Regions from separate parts of the Sus scrofa genome. Here all the other regions are linked to region 2. A link is a contact called in public Hi-C and HiChIP or PLAC-seq data. All regions are on one chromosome and are shown on one strand. The core of a region is the stretch at or near the end of the contact, and the rest is flanking DNA. Distances in the headings are between cores, read along the strand shown. Region 1 holds the start of MTA2 (metastasis-associated protein MTA2). Region 2 holds the start of WDR74 (WD repeat domain 74). Region 3 holds the start of GANAB (glucosidase II alpha subunit).

Region 1 (3,591 bases), core at 563-3,062, 210 kb before region 2:
GAGAAAACAAAACAAAATAAAAAAAAAAAACACTGTGAAAACTAGTCATTTGAAAGTAGAACTGCAGAAAGACAAGACTAACAACATCAAACAGGTTTCTGAAGGATATAAGAAAAACCCAAGAAATTATGAATCAAGACGTTTGCATTTAAGGACAGACTTCCAAATCCCTTTATAGAACAGTCAAGATCCTCTAAGGTGTCAAGAGCCTTTCCTGAATGCATGGGATGAACAAATGAATGAATGAATATGAATGAATACTTAGAACAGGCTTCATGTTCTCCTGCTCTCTTCCTCTTTCCCTCCCTCTCTCATTCACCTGAAGTTAGAGACCAGGGGAGGGACTGGGCGGGGGGGGGGGGGGGGGGGGGGGGAGCCCAGAAGACTCTGCTCCACTCACCTTGTTGAGCTCTTCAATCCTTCTCACCAGGTAAGGATTGCTGGAGGAGTTCTCAAAATAGACGTAATCTGTAGGAGGGGGTGGGGAAGAACCGGGAAGATCAGAGGAGCGGATGGGAGAGCCGAGCACGAGAGTAGGAGGAACGAAAAGGAGGCCTGAGTGGACCCAAAGGAGAAAAGGGTCTAGGCAGAGAAGTCGCTGAAATGTGGAAGTGGAGAGACTAACAGAACGTAAGGGAGGGGTGCCCCACCCGCCACCCCTAACCACCCAAAAGTGAGCCTTAAGGAGGAGCCCAGAAGCAGGGGGTTCCCCAGCAGGCGCCGCAACTCAGCGATGGAGTTGCACCCGGTGTCGGCCAAGCGAACAATTGTTCACTCCAGCGCAGGGCCCCCACCTTTGCGAACCCAGGCGCACAATAACGCCTGGGGAGAGGAAGCCTCCCGGCTGCTCCCCCGCAGATGGCAAAGCGGTCGCCCCGGCCCTTCGCGCCCCCTAGCCTGCCCTGTCAGCTCCTTCGGAACCACTTTCCCAAGCCCACCCCGCGACCCCGGCGGCGCCAGGCGCAGCCCTGCGAGTGCCGTCGGGCCGCCCGAAGTCTCTCCGGCAGTCTCGGTGACCCGCCGCGTCGCGGTCCCCGCGCCCTCGCTCCCCGTGCGACCGGTTCCGGTTCCGGTCCGCGCTCCGGACCACGCCGCCCCAGACGCGACTCCCCGTGCCGCCGGGCGCCAAGCCTCTCCGGTCCCGGCCCCCGACCTCTCTCGCCCCGGGCCCCGCAGCCCCTACGCCCGGTACTTACCCCCCACTCGGTACATGTTGGCCGCCATGGCCGTTCCCGCCGCCGCCTCCGGCCGCACAAAGGGGTCCGGGAGGCTCGCGGGGGCAGGGCTCGAAGCGAAGCCCTGAGCGTGGGGCTGGCGCTTCGCAGAAGTCTCTGTCTGGCTCGCGCAGCCGGCACCTCCGCCACCTCAGCCGTCGCGGTTCATCCCGGCCCGCGCTGTCGCCACCGCCTCTATCGCCTCACGCCCGGGACGCCGAGGCCGTAGCCGGTCCGCTCGGCTTCTTCCGGAACGAGCTCGGCTCCCGCCGGACCGGGCCAGGCTCCAGCTCTCCCGCCCTCGCCGAGCCCCACTAGACGTTGGACTTTGCGGGCCGCCGCGAAGGCTTGCCCTGCCCGCCTCGGGGTTCGCCTCCTTCCGGAACACCTTCGGCGGATCCGGAGAACAAGGCCCAGCGCTCGGGTCCGGTCGGAGAGCGAGACCTCAAAGCTCGGCTACTTCCGGAAGAAGTTCGGCTCCCTCCGGCCAATCGCGTCCCGGCGCTCGGTTATTTCCGTTGCGGCTCGGCCCCGCCTCCGAGGGCGAGAGAGGAGTTGGGCTTAACTCTCTCCTCGCCCGAGTCCCGCGGCGGCGAAAGACTCGTAGCGCCTCCGCACTCCGCGGGGTTATTTGCAAGCGGCTTTGCCTGTTATTTGCATGAAAGGTCTACTCTCCCTCACCCTTTCCGCATTCCCCTTTTCCTTCACCCCACCCCACAGAGCCCCGAGGCGCCCAGCCGCGCCCGACAAAAGGACCGGGAGGCGACTTTGCTTTTGGTTTATTGCCCCTCAGCAGGTAGCGGGAGTCAGGGCCCAGGCTGGGGCTGCCCGGCTCAGCCAGCGGGTCTTTACAGTGTGTGCAGGGGTGCCGTTCGCCCCCTGCAGGGAAATGAGCTTTCGGGAATGTCTCGAAGTCTAGGACTGGGTCGGCCCGGGTCCTGGGAAACTTGGGCGGGGCGGGGCCACGCTGCAGGGCCGGTGGGTCCCGTCGGGCAGCGGTCAGACGTCGAGAGAGGAGGCGGGGGACAGCGAGGGAGTTCGAGAGGGCGTGGCAGGCGCCTGCCCCGCGCTCCCAGCGCCCAGCACTCGCCACTGGAAGATGCTGGCGTCCTTGCCGCCCAGCGAGACGAGGTGCGAGTCGTCGTACGTGAACCGGACGCTGGTCACGTGGCTGCCGTGACCGCCGTACACGAGGCTCGGCGCCTGGGCAGGAGGGAAGGTCGAGCTGCAGCGGCCGTGGAGCCCCAGGGCCCTGACCTGCCGTCCCCGGAGGCCCTGGGAGGCCTCTCACCTTGGCGCGCGCGCACGGGTACTGGAAGAGGTGCACTTTGCAGAAGTCGTCGGCCACAGCCACCACGCGCTCATTGTGGGAACGGCACAGGGAGTTGATGTCGGTTCCATCAGAGCCATCCGGCCACACGCCTAGCACAGCCGTCGGCCTTAGCCCTGCCTCCCCGCCACCACCCACAGCCCAGAGCTGCACCAATTCCAGCGCTCAGTCAGTCCCGCCACCCACCAGCCGCGTTCCAGGCAATCTTTCCCGGTCCCAAGGGCCTGCTGGAGGGGCCCCCCAGGGCTGGATCTGCCCATCCCTCCACACATGCCCAGCATTCCGAGCCCCGGGCAGTCTGCACCTTGTCCCCCGACTCTCGAGGCATAGTTCTGGGGCCCTGCGTCCCTGCTCACCATAGACATGAAAGCCCAGCACGCAGGTGTAGGTGGCCCACTCCCGGTCTCGGCTGTCATAGCGATTCCTCAGCAGCTTACAGCCTCCAGCCACGTCCCCTGGGGAGAGGGAGCCCACCCAGATCAGGTCTCACCCTGCCCTCAGCTGGAAGATGCCATAGAAGGCCAAGTTGGAAATACTTGAGGCACTGGCATGTGATCTGGTCCCCATGGTAGCCCTCAGTTCAGGGCAAAACTCAGCCCACGTGCTTCCTCTTTGGCTGCACCTGTGACATGCAGAAGTTCCTGGGCCATCTATGGAACCCCTGCCACAGCAGCAACCAGAGCCACAGCAGTGACAAGGCTGGATCTTTACCACACTGTTCCAGGGGGAACTTCCCGTGTGCTTCCAGAGTTCTCAGCTGAAGTTCTCCCAATAGTTCCTCCCCAGTTCCTCCTCCCTAGATAAGTCAATCCCTCCACACCTGTCTGGAGAAACTTTTCCAAAACAATCTTTTCTTAGTGCGTTTTTCAACTCCCTCAAGGCCTTTGCGGGTCAAGACATAGTGTAAAACTGTAGGTGTGGGGTTTTTTTGGTCCAAATGACAGAATTTCTCCTATGTGTAAAATTCTGACTCCACTTCAGACCTATCTCCACCCCCTCTCTGACAGCCCCTCCACTTGGAGCTCCCCACATCGCCCTTCATCCCCT
Region 2 (3,537 bases), core at 200-2,699:
TGCACAAACCAAATCTATGCCCTTTCTCATATCTGCCCACCCTCCCCACCTTGGATCAGGCTCTGGGCTATGGTAACAATCTCCAACTGCTGTCTCTCCAACCCATCCTCCATAATCCTGCAGGGCTCACAGCTCTGACCACCACACTTCCTACTCAAAAACCATAACTCCCCACCACATACAGAAGTGCAAATCTCTCAGCCTGGCACTTAAAACCCTTTTTTTTTACCTTTAATCCCAACCTACCTTGCCCATCTCATATTAAAATGCTTCTCGGCTTCAATCCCCAAACGCTATTTATTTCTCTTTCCCATGATGTATCCTGTAGCCTGACACCAGTCCTTACCTCTGCTCGGGCAGTAGCCTCTTTCTAGAGTGCCCTTACCCGCTTCTCCATCTGTCAAAGTTCTACCCATCATTCCAGACCCAGTTCAAAGATCTCACCCCACAGCGCCTTCTAGATCTCACTTGTCAGAATTAACATCACCAAAACTACACAGCCTGTTCATAGCCCGTCCATCTTCCGAAGAAAGCTAAGCCTGTAACTTATCACTTTCCTATCCTTTACTGTGGGAGCTTTACCGATTTGGTGGTTGGTAGCCCCCATCTAAAAACACACTCTAGGTGATATAAGACACAAATGAGAACATACTCTAAACTATTAAATGACTTGCTCAGGGTCACCTAAAAAGTCATGGACCCAAAAGAACAACCCTTGAGGATGCAGACTCTAGGAAGGCAGGTACTGTGTCCAGTTTACCTGCAGCCCTTGAATTTCGTCCAATGCCTGTAATCCAGTAGGTATTCAATAAATGCTTATTATAGAAATGAAGGAACGAAGGCAGGACAAATGTCCCTGTCACACAGATCAGGCTCCTGTCACCTAAGACTTGATCCCCATTGATCGACCGTCGTGCGGGAGCTTCAACTATCTGCCTATACCTGAGCATACGGCAAGGGTCTCGGTCTTACCCGTCAACCTGGGCGAGGCCTCGGAAGGTGCCCTCGCCTCCGGGGCAGTGCCTCTGGCCCTGGAACCTGCCCTCCTCGGTGCTGAAGAGCTTCACTGTCCTATCGGCACAGCCGACTAGGATCTGCAGGCAGAGAGAGCAGGGCAGGATGGCAAGAGGAGCGAGGCTGCCACGCCTCAGCATCCCCCCTGCTCCAGCACAGTTAGAGGTCGCTCACCTGGGTCTCGCCGCCCGCGCCCCAGCACAGGGCGCTCACCGCCTCCTCGCGCTGCGGCTGTCCCGCCGCCGTGTAGTTTACCGCTTGTTTGCGCTGAAGGTTCACCCCTGCGGTCCGGGGACGTCAGTTACGCCGGGGTCGCGAACGCATGACCCCCGCGGTTCCAGACGCCCAGGCCCATCACTCACCTTTCAGGATGCCGGTGTCGGTGCCGACCCACACATGATTCCACCGCGCCTCGGCAGCCGCCATAACGGAGATCCGGATCCGGCTCGCACTTCCGGCGCAGCATTTGCGTCACCAGCACGCGGCAGGTCGGATCCGGATAAAGGCCATTTCTGGGAGCGTAGAGAGCAGGAAATGTAAAAATTCCCCCACTGCGCCAGCTGGTTTTGCTTTTAAGAAATGAAATCTAGGAGTTCCCGTCGTGGCTCAGCGGTTAACGAATCCGACTAGGAACCCTGAGGTTGGCGGTTTGATCCCTGGCCTTGCTCAGTGGGGTAAAGATGTGGCGTTGCCGTGAGCTGTCGCAGAGGCGGCTCGGACCCCACCTTGCTGAGGCTGTGGCGTAGGCCAGCGCCTGTAGCTCCGATTGGACCCCTAGCCTGGGAACCTCCATATGCCGCGGGTGCAGCCCTAAAAAGCAAAACAAGAAAGAAAACATATATCAGGAATGATTCAAGTCGCTCATATGAGGCACATCAACCTTGAGTATAAAAAGGACGAATTCTGGGAAAATAAAACCGACTTTTTTTTTTTTTTTTTTCCCCAGATCCCATGTGGGATCTGAGGCAAGCCTGCGACGTACGCCACAGCGCAGGGCAACCCAGATCCTTAATCCACTGAGCGAGGCCAGGGATCGAACCTGCGTCCTCAGGGGTGCTAGTCAGATTCGTTTCTGCTGAACCAGGACGGAGAACTCCAAAAGTGACAATCTTTTTTTTTTTTTTTTTTGTCTTTTCTAGGGCCGCACACGCGGAATATGGAGGTTCCCAGGATAGGGGTCTAAAAGGAGCTGTAGCCGCCGGCCTACACCACAGCCACAGCAACTCGGGATCCGAGCCTCGTCTGCGACCTATACCATAGGTCACGGCAACGCCTGATCGTTAGCCACGACGGGAATTCCCAAAACTAACAATCTTTAAGCAGAACTCTGTTTTGGAAAGTGGAGGTAAGGGCTTAGTTTTTATTTCCTCACATTGAGGTTTGGGGATGGTAAAAAATTAGTACCAACTGAGAGTAAAAATCTGCAAATCTAACAGAAAAAAAAATCTTTCTCCCAAGGGATAAGCTGCAACTTTAAAATGTCATAACGTCCCCCTTTCTTGAATGACTGAGACATTTTCTCTGAAATCAGAGACTCTCAACTATTAGAGGAGTTCCCATCATGGCTCAGTGGTTAACGAATCCGACTAGGAACCATGAGGTTGCGGGTTCGATCCCTGGCCTTGCTCTGTGGGTTAACGATCTGGCATTGCCCTGAGCTGTGGTATAGGTCGCAGAGACGGCTGGGATCCGGCATTGCTTTGGCTGCGGTGTAGGCCGGCGGTTACAGCTCCGATTGGACCCCTAGCCTGGGAACCTCCATATGCCGTGGGTGCGGTCCTAGAAAGACAAAAAAAATAAAGTGCTGTTTAAAATTATATCGGGAGCTTCCTAGTGGCCTGGCGGTTAAGGCTTGTTACCGCTGTGGCGCGGATTCAGTACCTGCCTTGGGAAATTCTTCATGTGTGGTGCGGCCAAAAATTGAAAAAAAAATCTTATTTAAAAAACATAGTCGTTCCCGTCGTGGCTCACGAATACGACTACGAACCAGGAGACTGCTGGTTCGATCCCTGGCCTTGTTCAGTCGGTTAAGGATCTGGCGTTGCCGTGAACTGTGGTGTATGCAGGTCGCAGACGCGGCTGGGATCTGGCTTTGCTGTGGCTGTGGTGTAGGACGGCAGCTACAGTTCCAATTAGACCCCTAGACTGGGAACCTCCATATACGGCGGGTGCGGCCCTAAAATAAAGACAAAACACAAATATATGCATATCAGTAAATAATCATCTCACACTTGCCTCTCACTCAGCGGAGAAGCGACTTTGATTTCCAACCGCAGAACTTCAGATTTTTACACAGCCCTCTTTCGCACTTGAGCCCATTAAAATCCTGTCTAGACTAAACCGAAACTCCATTCTTCTCTGTCTTATATAGTTCTCCTTTATCTTGTGAGATGTCCAGTCATTCTTTTGGGAGATCTCCGTTGCTGCAAAGCCATGAAGGGACCTGGAGCTTTTTAGGCAGAAGGGACTATGAACTCCCCGGTAAAGCTATGGGCTATAAAGAAGAGCTCCAATGACAACTAC
Region 3 (3,183 bases), core at 83-2,582, 170 kb before region 2:
ATCGGCTTGAACGCTAAAGGTAAAGAAAATGACCAGAGAGATCAGAAAACACAGTTAAGCTCTCCAGTTCCAGAAGAATGTGCAAGGCAAGCCAGGCCAGACAAAGTGAGGAAAACACTAAGCTCCGCAGTTTAATAGGCCAAGCAGGAACAAATAGTAGCAAAACCAGCAGAAGAAAGGTTACCAGAAAATTCGAAAGCAAGGCATGTGGCCCAAGTCCTGAGGAGTGACTGACTGCAGCATCACAGTGAGCCACTGACCCCTGTCTACCCGCTCAAAGCAGCAGTAATCAGATGCACAGTGAACTAAATACCCTCTGGAGTCCTATTTGCACAATCTATAAAATGGGTTTGGAGAGAAGCCAATGGGGATAGGATTTCTGTACGATTTTTCAGAAATGACCTGTTGGAAGGCCCTAGGAACTCAGGGATGCCTTGAACGCCCCTGAGCAAGAGGTGGTCACAAGCCAAAGTCAGGAATGAGTCGCAGGGCAAGGTGCACCCATTTATTGTTTCAGATCACAGGCTTCCAGAGAGTCGAATTTACCACACAAGTTTTTTCCACTGCGGCGGCCAGTGCACGCCTCTCCCACCCCAGTACATCTGTTAGGTCCTGGTAAATACTTTGTGGCGCTGGTGACTTTCTCGAACCATTTTTTCAGTACTATAAACTCGAGAACGCAGACCAAACCATTGTTGTGTTTGAGCAACATCATCCAGGCCGGCTGTGAACTTAACGGCATCCTGGCCCAGCCGTGCCCAACGACCGTGAACACCGAACAAGCCAGGGCTATTATCCACGTGAAGACAAGGGCAGGAGAGGGTCCGGGGCTCTCGGAGGGGAGGGCAAGAAGGGCAAGTGGGACTGCCGGCCGAGGTGCTTCCCGCCCGGCTGAGGGGCCAGAGGGCAGCAGGCTGCGTTCCCGGAGGCCGGGCCGCGTCTCGTCCCCCGCCCTGATGGCCCCGCGCAATGCAGGAAAGAGGCGGCAGCGTTAACTGCCGCAAGCTGCCAGGGGAGGGCGGCGGCAGAGAGCGGCCAAGGCCAAGAAGAGCGCACGGCTGCGGCCTTCTTGAGCGACCTGGCCGGAGCGGAGAGCCCAAGAAGCAACGGTCCCCAATGCCGCGAGGATCTACCGCGAGGAGACTGGGGGGCATGTGAGGCCGCCTCCAGAGAAATAAAGGGTCCTCACGAGGCCAGGGGCAGCAGTCTCAGGAGAACATACAGGAAGGAGAGATACAAGACTTAGGGGGTCTGGGGGCGTCCGGGGCGCGCTCCCGGGATCCGGGCTCCTCACCGCCTCCTACGCGCCGCCACTGCCGCTACCGCCGCCATCTTGTGCCGGGTTTGCTCCTTGACCCGGAGCTTCCCCTCCCCCAGCGCGCGTTGAGCCACGTATCTTAGCTCCCGCCCCTTCCGGCCTCCTGATTGGCCCGGCCACACAACGGGCCGGGCGTCCGTCCCATTGGCGGAGTACGTATGCTAAATGCTCACGGGGGGCGGAGCCAGAGGGATGGGGCGGGACTGTTCAGAGCCAGGCGCTGTCCGACTTTGCCGGCGCTAAGCATCAGACAGAGGCACTGGACTCTGTTTTTCGCAAGTCGGCAAATTTTATTTAGAAAAAAAGGTGGGGTGGGGGAGGAAAAAAGTGACAGCGCTCTTTTAGGCCAAGGCCTTAGAAGAAGAGGACCTTCTACCTTTCTGCAGCACCTTAGCCCCCCGTCTCTCATGGCTCAACATCTCTCGACTTCTGGAGCTTGAAAAGGTTATGTCCCTTGCCGAAGGAGAGCGGGTGGCGATGGTGCCTGGAAACGGCCAGAGAAAAGGCCCAGGCGGTCAATGTTGCGGTGAAGGACACTGTGCAGCACAGCCAGATGGGGTCCACCCTCACCCCCACCCTCCCTGGAGAAGTCCCGGATGAAGCGGCCACGCTCTGACTGGAAGATGAACTTCTGGGGCAAGGGCCCATGCTCCCGAAGAAAGCCCCAGACACTGAGCAGCAGCAGTCGCACTTCGAAAGGTGCCAGTTGGCTAAATACCTCGTGCATGTTCCCCAGAGCTGGTGGCAGGAGGCTTCCCTCAGCCATGACAGCCACCAGGGTGCAGGATGCCTCCAGGTGCCAGGGGGACTGGGCTGTATCAGGGTGGCGAGAGGCTTCCCAATGGCCCAAGAGGGCGGCCAGCAGCCCCCGCAGCAGCACGGAGCAGTAGCACAGGGCTGGGGGAGCAGCTGCTACCAACTTTAGCAACTCAAAGAGCAGAGGCTGTTCCCGGAAGCGCCGGCCGATGCGGAGATCCCGCTCCACAGTGGCCCGCGCATGCTCCTCAGGAGGCCAGGCTAGCTCAGCACCCGCCGCATCAGGACACACACTCTCCACCAAGGTCACTGCCACAGCTTTGGCTGCCTCTGGGCTCAGGGTGGGAGCCCCCCAGCAGCCCACACATTCAGTGCCCCCTGGGGCAGTGCAGCAGTGCACAAGGAGGCTGAGGAGGCTCTGGGTGTTATAGATCACTTCCTGCTGATTGCGTGACTGGACAGACTTGGGGGGCTTTAGGCCACTGCCGATGACTCCAGCGTGGAAAACAGACCAAATCCCTCCAGGACCTGGCACAGCTGCGGTGTGTCGCCGGTTTGTGTCCAACAGGGAGGCAGAAGCCAAAGGAGCTGAAATGACTGAGAGAGTCTCATTGTCCCTATCCACTTCCCCGCCAAACAGTTCTGTGTTGCCCCGATGTAAGGCTCCCTCCACTAGCAGCTGCAAGACAGCCTTGAGCCCAGCGGGGGAGGTCTGGGAGAGGCGGGTAAGAAGCTGGGAGGCCGAAGCCACGCCTGGGGGGCCATGCAGCCTCAGAGAGGCAAAGAAGCGATGCACTCCAGCTCTCACCAGTCCCAGGAGTTGGGAAGGGGACAGGGCTTCCGGAGGAAAAGGACAGATGGCCAAGAGGGAGGCAGCGGCTTCGGCTACTTCCTCCTCAGGATGTAGCAGGAGAGGAGCCAGGTCAGACAGATGAGCCGAAGCAGACTCCCCAAACCGGGCCCCCAGCGCTGCAGGACCTTCACCACCCTGCTGTTCCCACCCCACTAGCAGGGCCAAGTTGCGCAGGAACCGGGCTGTGAAGGGAGGTTGCAAAGTCCCTGCGTGTACCCTGGCCAGGCAGCTTCGGAAGGCCAGGGGCAGGAGGCCA

What was found. Hi-C and Micro-C count contacts between places; a contact is called where the count stands out from the background. HiChIP or PLAC-seq counts read pairs in DNA pulled down with a chosen protein or histone mark.
Region 1: an H3K27ac HiChIP or PLAC-seq map of alveolar macrophages shows a contact between it and region 2. The contact joins the promoter of MTA2 here to the promoter of WDR74 in region 2. A contact is called at or near these places in 2 of 5 promoter capture datasets (fetal liver and liver), 10 of 47 Hi-C or Micro-C datasets (alveolar macrophages, embryonic fibroblasts, heart right ventricle and 6 more) and 2 of 2 datasets of contacts at active chromatin or transcription factors (alveolar macrophages and skeletal muscle).
Region 3: a Hi-C map of liver shows a contact between it and region 2, with 3 times the contacts expected there. The contact joins the promoter of GANAB here to the promoter of WDR74 in region 2. A contact is called at or near these places in 1 of 47 Hi-C or Micro-C datasets (liver) and 1 of 2 datasets of contacts at active chromatin or transcription factors (alveolar macrophages).

Annotation. Positions count from the first base shown.
Region 1 is chr2:9,136,039-9,139,629 of Sscrofa11.1, reverse strand. It overlaps MTA2 (metastasis-associated protein MTA2), which reads right to left and starts at 1,812. Exons shown (of 18, transcript XM_003122622.5): 1 at 1,197-1,812; 2 at 401-468. The coding sequence starts at 1,224. EML3 (echinoderm microtubule-associated protein-like 3) reads right to left here. Exons shown (of 22, transcript XM_003122621.4): 20 at 2,901-2,999; 21 at 2,506-2,636; 22 at 1,979-2,417. The coding sequence ends at 2,214.
Region 2 is chr2:8,929,442-8,932,978 of Sscrofa11.1, reverse strand. It overlaps WDR74 (WD repeat domain 74), which reads right to left and starts at 1,449. Exons shown (of 11, transcript NM_001243395.1): 1 at 1,377-1,449; 2 at 1,189-1,295; 3 at 973-1,094. The coding sequence starts at 1,440.
Region 3 is chr2:9,098,888-9,102,070 of Sscrofa11.1, reverse strand. It overlaps GANAB (glucosidase II alpha subunit), which reads right to left and starts at 1,332. Exons shown (of 24, transcript NM_213904.1): 1 at 1,295-1,332. The coding sequence starts at 1,332. It overlaps INTS5 (integrator complex subunit 5), which reads right to left. Exons shown (of 3, transcript XM_003353823.4): 3 at 1,584-3,183. The coding sequence ends at 1,764.